2 separate regions of the Mus musculus genome follow, and region 2 is linked to region 1. Evidence: chromatin contacts called from public HiChIP or PLAC-seq data. All regions are on one chromosome and are shown on one strand. The core of a region is the stretch at or near the end of the contact, and the rest is flanking DNA. Distances in the headings are between cores, read along the strand shown. Region 1 overlaps Gm1667 (a long non-coding RNA gene). Region 2 overlaps Arhgef10l (Rho guanine nucleotide exchange factor (GEF) 10-like).

What was found. HiChIP or PLAC-seq counts read pairs in DNA pulled down with a chosen protein or histone mark.
Region 2: an H3K4me3 HiChIP or PLAC-seq map of forebrain shows a contact between it and region 1, with 5 times the contacts expected there. The contact joins two enhancer-like sites. A contact is called at or near these places in 6 of 115 datasets of contacts at active chromatin or transcription factors (astrocytes, embryonic basal ganglia, embryonic forebrain and 3 more).

Annotation. Positions count from the first base shown.
Region 1 is chr4:139,924,661-139,927,777 of GRCm38.p6, forward strand. The region is part of intron 3 of Gm1667 (a long non-coding RNA gene); the gene reads left to right. It overlaps 4933427I22Rik (RIKEN cDNA 4933427I22 gene), which reads right to left. Exons shown (of 3, transcript NR_045159.1): 3 at 1,451-2,560. Among named protein-coding and RNA genes, the nearest start is that of Gm1667, 16 kb to the left of the region's middle. Within about 2 kb of position 1,356, at least 58 of the 459 cell types and tissues checked have an H3K27ac peak or open chromatin away from gene starts, as enhancers often do. A contact at or near this core is called in forebrain, where this site is marked.
Region 2 is chr4:140,639,681-140,642,723 of GRCm38.p6, forward strand. The region is part of intron 1 of Arhgef10l (Rho guanine nucleotide exchange factor (GEF) 10-like); the gene reads right to left. Among named protein-coding and RNA genes, the nearest start is that of Arhgef10l, 25 kb to the right of the region's middle. Within about 2 kb of position 1,756, at least 19 of the 459 cell types and tissues checked have an H3K27ac peak or open chromatin away from gene starts, as enhancers often do. A contact at or near this core is called in forebrain, where this site is marked.

The sequences.
Region 1 (3,117 bases), core at 106-2,605:
TGGCCTCCTTGAATGTTCACACACACACACACACACCCCTGCACACATACCAGTCTACAAACAGGAACACACAGAGACAAACAGACACACACACACAAGCACATTCAAATGCACACACTCACATGCACATACACACACACACACACACACACACGCATGCACATAAGCACGAACAAACACAGACACTTACAGAGACATACACAGACATGCACACAGTCACACTCACATATGTACACACATGAACGCACTCAGACACACATGCACACTCATGCACACGTGTGTGGGCACGCATATACACACACCATTTGTTCACTGTCCCCTTCCCCAAACAAAAGAAAGCTCCAAGTTTAGCAGCCACTGTGCTGGGGCTCTGATGAGAAAGAGGACAGACACACCTTGAATGGAGGAGGTAGAAGCGGCCAAGGAGACTCTGGACTTCCCCCAAGGCTGGGATAAAGATGCTGTTGTGCAATGCCAAACAGGGACTCAGAACTTCAAGACCTTGAGTTACCTCAGCAAGGAGGCAGACCTGTGACAGGGAAGGACAGCAATCCTGCTCTCTATGACCTGGGCCTGTCCTGGGAACGATGCAGCCCTCCTTACTTGGCAGGAGGATGTGGGCTTGGATGAGGTTCATAGCCACCCCTGTGGGCTGGGCTGTTCAGACCCGGAAACCCTGTCTTAAGCTTTGGAAGTAAACGGGAGATCTCCATAGCAGAGACTATTTCATGCCTGTGGTGTTTTGACTGGCCTGGATATCAGTGTACCGCGTGCGTGCAGTACCTCTAGAGGCCAGAGGAGGGCGTTGGATCCCCGGGAACTGGAGTTACAGATGGTTGTGAGCTGCGCTGTGGGTGCTGGAAACTGAACCGGAGTCGGGTACAAGAGCAGCCAGGGCACTTAACCACCGAGTCATCTCTCTGGCTCTAGTTTTGAGACAGGGTCTTTCCGCTCAACCTGGAACTCACTGGTTTAGTCAGGCAGGCTGCTCATTATGCCCCAAGGATTCTCCTATCTTAGTCTCCCCAGAGCTGGGATTCGGAGTTTGCGTTGTCACACCCGCCCTGCCTTTTACTTTTACAGAGCTGGGGCTCGGAACTCAACTCAGCTGGCGCCTGTAGGAAGCACTCCCTGCACGGAGCTGTCTCCCATCCTCCCACAGTACTGTCTCCTGCTGTTTTCTTTGCTTCTTTTCTATTTATTTGTGCCCCTTTGTAGCCCAGGAACTCCAGCAGGAAGCACGCCCAGCTTCCTTCATCTCAGCGGCAGCTTTAAACAGCCCCCGCCCCCACCCACCCAACAAGCGCACTCCGTAAGCCCCCGGTGGAGCTGAACAGACAAACGTCCTCTCAGTGAGCTCAAAGCCGGTTTCTGACTGAGGCTTTCAAGAAAAGAACCGCTCAGATGTGGAGAGATTAGCGGCGAGGAGGATGCGGCGCGCTCTCTTGTTCAACATTTATTCCAACCTCCTTCACGCGTGCCTTTTTATACCAAGAAGCCAGGAAAAGAAAACCAATTTCCCTATAACCCTCTTGCAAGGAAGACTTTCAGATGCGATTCAGTCTTCCCCAACCAGAGTCACACGAACAGGACTGGGCTTGGAAAGAGTTTAAATAGGAAGAGAAATGGGGTGCGCGCTTCTCTTTTTACTGGCTTGGTATGCTTAAGGAGCTTCCCAATTTGTTGGTTTCCTTGGTAACGGTGGAGGGGACCCAGAAGGATTCTGGGGACTGGAGGTTTTCCCTAAGGCTCAGCTCACAGCCTGCTTCTCCCGTCTCGAAGGTTTGAGGGCTGCTAATGCTCCTTTGCTAGGCAAAACTCCTTCTGTTTAAACTACGGAGGCGGAGGCGCCTTCCATTCTCTCCGATGCAATCTCAGAAGGTTTTTAGAGATGGGGATGCCTGTATTTGGTTATCGATCTGATTCAGAGCCAGCCATCGAGGGCAGTGTCTCGGAGTTGGAGTGCTTGCCTCTTATGCACAAGGCCCTGGAGTCCAACCGCGGGAAAACAGGGAAAATCCACGCAGTGCATTCAACGGAAGGGAGAACCCTACTGCAAAGAGACTAGGACTTAGAGTCAGGTGACCACTACCAAGGGCTTGATGACCATCAAAGCAAGGGTGAGGAGTATGGGGCTGGGGAGATGGTTCAGGAGACAAAGTGATTGACATGTAAGCCTGACAGCTGGAGTTCAGACCCCCAAAGCCCACGGTAGATGCAACCGTGCAGACATATGTAATCCCTACTGGGGAACCGGAATCAGACACAGGGCAATCCTCAGTAGCCTAGCACACACACCGGCAGAGAGACGGTCTCAAACAAGGTGAAGAGGTGAGAGTTGACACCCTGTCCTCTGACCCCAACATACATGCTGGCTTTGCTGATGACATCACACTCTGCCTGGGCACAGAAGGGGCGTGTCCTGAGCCCTTGTCTGCTAAACTCCTTTTCACCATAATGGCCTACAGAGAAGTGGAGCTCTTCACAATGACCTGGCCCGGAGCTCTGAATGGCCCAAGATGCAGAGACAGGTGACCCCTGGCCACGTCCGTCCTCACACCTATAGAAAGAAGCACACACAGATTCATAAGTTGGAGGAGGGAGGGACATGGCCCACAGTTCTTTGTGATGGATAACTCAGGCCTCATCAGAGATCCAGGGGGCATCTGAAGCTGCCTTAGACTAAGCCCTTGTCTGCTCTCCACAGGCAGCACTGAAAATCGGTTGTGCTCTTTGACCCTGAAGGCTGCCTAACCATAGTGCAGCTGGCCTCCCAGGTCCCACAGGCCTCTTTTATTTTTCATTAATTAATTAATTAATTAATTAATTAATTAATTAATTCACTTTACATCCTGATCACAGCACCCTCTTCCCAGCCCCCCCCCACACACAGCCCCTCCCTCCACTCCTCCTTCCCCTTCTCTGAGAAGGGGGAAGTGCCCCTGGGTATCACCCCACCCTGGCACATCAAGTCACTGCAGGACTAGGAGCATCCTCTCCCACTGAGGCCAGACAAGGTGGCTCAGTTAGGGGAATGGAATCCACGGGCAGGCAACAGATTCAGGGATAACCCCCTGCTCTAGTTGTTAGAGGACCTGCATGAAGATCAAGCTGCAC
Region 2 (3,043 bases), core at 506-3,005, 720 kb after region 1:
GTGACATGCCAACAGGAGGCAACATGCCGAGATAAACCGAGGCTGACAGGGACTCTCAGGGTTTCAAGGGAAGGCTCCAGAGTCACACGGGACAGTGCTCACACCTAACACGCAACCGTGCGACTTTGGGCTGACTGCTCACGTTTGCCCGCCTCATCTGTACAATGGAGATAAATTAGCCTGCGCCTTACTTACAAAACAACTAAACCAGATGATGGGCCGCGGTGCCTGTGGTGCCAGTGGTGGGACGGTGTGCCCGTGGTGGGACATGGTGCCCATGGTGAGCCGCGGTGCCCATGGTGGAACGCGGTGCCCGAGGTGGGACGTGATGCCCGTGGTTAGGACTCCAGCCCTGTAGGCCCCGTTCATGTCTCCCTGCTTTGGGGCTCTATAGGGCGTGGCTTGCCCACAGAGGCTGTACTCAGAGTGGGCGGGTCCTTGAGACCTGCCTGACATCTTGTCATCCCCACATGAGGTGTGGGCTTGCCATCTCTGAAACACAGCTCCCCATGGGGCAACCTCCCTCCATGGCCTCATGTGACCCGGGTTAATCAAATCCTGGACCTGACCCATGTGGTTTTCCCGGACACTCCAAGAAACTGACGCCCTGAAAGCTTTCAATCCGACCAAGTAAGTGGCTCCGGGAAGACCCACGCCCTGCTTCCCATCACCAGAGGCCCGGGAGACTACAAAGACAAAGTTCAAGGCTGAAAGATCTGTCCTGTGAGCCCCTCCCTGAGGTTACTCAATCTCCTGCGTCTGCACCTGAGAAAGCGTGTTTCATCCACCCTCTTAGGCTCTGTGACCTTGGGCAGGTTGCTTAACCTCTCTGAGTCTCTGAACTCCTCCTTCATAAAAAAAGAACTGAGCAGTGAACAGGAGGAAGCAAGCAAGATTCAGACACCAGGCTCGTCCTCGGGGGCTTGTACCAGCTTCAAAGGGTTTCCTGTGTCTCCTCCTCTTCCTCCTCACCCAATAGGTCCTCGGGATGAAAATTCTGATTGTGCATTCCCTTGGGACCCAAACATTTGAACGGCCCCAAAGTCCTTCCAGGTGACTCGGAGGTCTCCCATGAGTGGTCAGAGTCCTCCCCCAGCCTCCCCTTGCTCTCCTACCCCCTCCTCAGCTGCGAATCTCTGCTCTGCATCTGCGCCTGTATCCAGAAGGCGCTAACTAGACAGGCGTCAGACAGATGGACCTCTGCACACTTCTGGCAACCTCTTGGCAAGACCGAAGGAGGTCACCAAGGTCACGGACAAGGTAGCTTGCTGCCCTACCTCCCTTTACACAGCTGGGCGTGGTGGGAGCCTCTCCTGGCTACACAGCCAGAATAATGCTTGCACCTCTGACTTAGGGTTGATCTTCCCAGATCCCAACCCTAGAACTGCATGCAGGTCAGGTTCCTCACAAGTGGGCTCCCAGACTCTCATGTGGCCCCTGCGCAAACCTCTAAATGTGACCTCGTGCTGAACCAAATCCCGTTCCCCCCCCAAGCCATCCCTCAACTCCCCCACAAACTGGCGCATTCACTAACACTGCCACCAACCATGTATACAAAAGAAAAATCTACAAGTCACCTGATTTCTTCCTCCCTCCACCCGCCCTCTGCATAAAGTCTTAGTTTGCAATTCTAGCTGATTCTATCTCAGACACATAACCCTGATCCCACGCTTATCCAAGCTCCCTGGCACAACCTGAACCTATACCCTGGTTCCCCATGGCCCAGGGAGCCTACAGCCTCGCCCAGCAGATTGCTAAAATCTTCAAGTGACTATGGCAACTCACGGAGACTGAGGTAGGTGGAGCACAGAGCATGTGTGCCAGTGTATGGCTCAAACCTTCCTGAACTCCCACGCTGTCTCCATCCATTTATCCCCTCCACTGACTTGAAACTATGGCCTCCCTACCCTGAGTCTGGCCCTCAGCCCTGGATACCCAGGCAAATGCCTCCAAGTCGTGGCCACTCAGTCCAAGTGTCTCAGATAAATTATCAGCAGACAGGCTACTGCTTAACGGATCACAGAGGTGGGGAGGTGAGATCTAGCTGATATCCTGAGGTGGTTGTTGTTGCCTGCCCTGGGAAGGGACTGTGAGATCTCAGTTTCTCCCAGTTTCTTTCCTCTCTGGCAAACACTCCCACCATTACAATGCCATCTGCCATCTGTTGTGAGCCTGTCATCAAAGCTCAGTATGCCAAGGCACTTGTCACCAAGCCTGACAACCTGAGCTCAATCCCCAGGACCCAAGTAGTAGAAGAAAAAGACTTGACTACCTCTAGTTTGTCTCTGACATCCACAAAAGCATCAAGACACACACACACACACACACGCACACACACACACACACACACACACACGCTAAAGAAATTCATGTAAGGCATAAGTAAAAAGAATGTTACCTAAAAATATGTCATTCTGGTGTAAGAATTCTTTTGATCTAAAGGCCCTGCGCAAGCAGGGGGACAGCCCTGTGCAAGCAGAGGGGACAGGAGTGTCTCTGCCTGCTCCCTTCTGTCTACAAGCAGGGCCTACATTTCCCTTTGTGACAGGGACATAAATCTCTCTCCCTTAAACAGGAAGCAGAGGAATGTTGTCTGCCTAAGAGGCCTACTGAACATGTGTGATGGGCGACCTTGATGTTCAACTGGACAGATTGCAGAGAACCCCAGGAGCCCTATTTCTGGTCCATCTACAAGGGTCTTTCTAGAGAGGCTGACTGAGGAGAGGACACACACACACATACACACACACAAGATCGTGGACACCCCCCCCCCATTGTGGGTGACACCATCTCAGGGGCTCAGGTTCCAGTCAGCAAGGAAAAGGATAAAATTGAGCTGAAAACCAGCAGCATCCCTCGGCTTCCTGACTGTGGATACAATGTAACCAGCTGCCTCTAGCTCCTGCCTGCAAGCCTTCCCGCTGTGATGGACTGTGCATCTTCAAACTGTGAGCCCAAATACTGTGCACCTTCAAACTGTGAGCCCTTCCTTCCACAGGTGCTTTTGCCCCATGTGTTACAGCTAACACAGCCTCGCTTCACT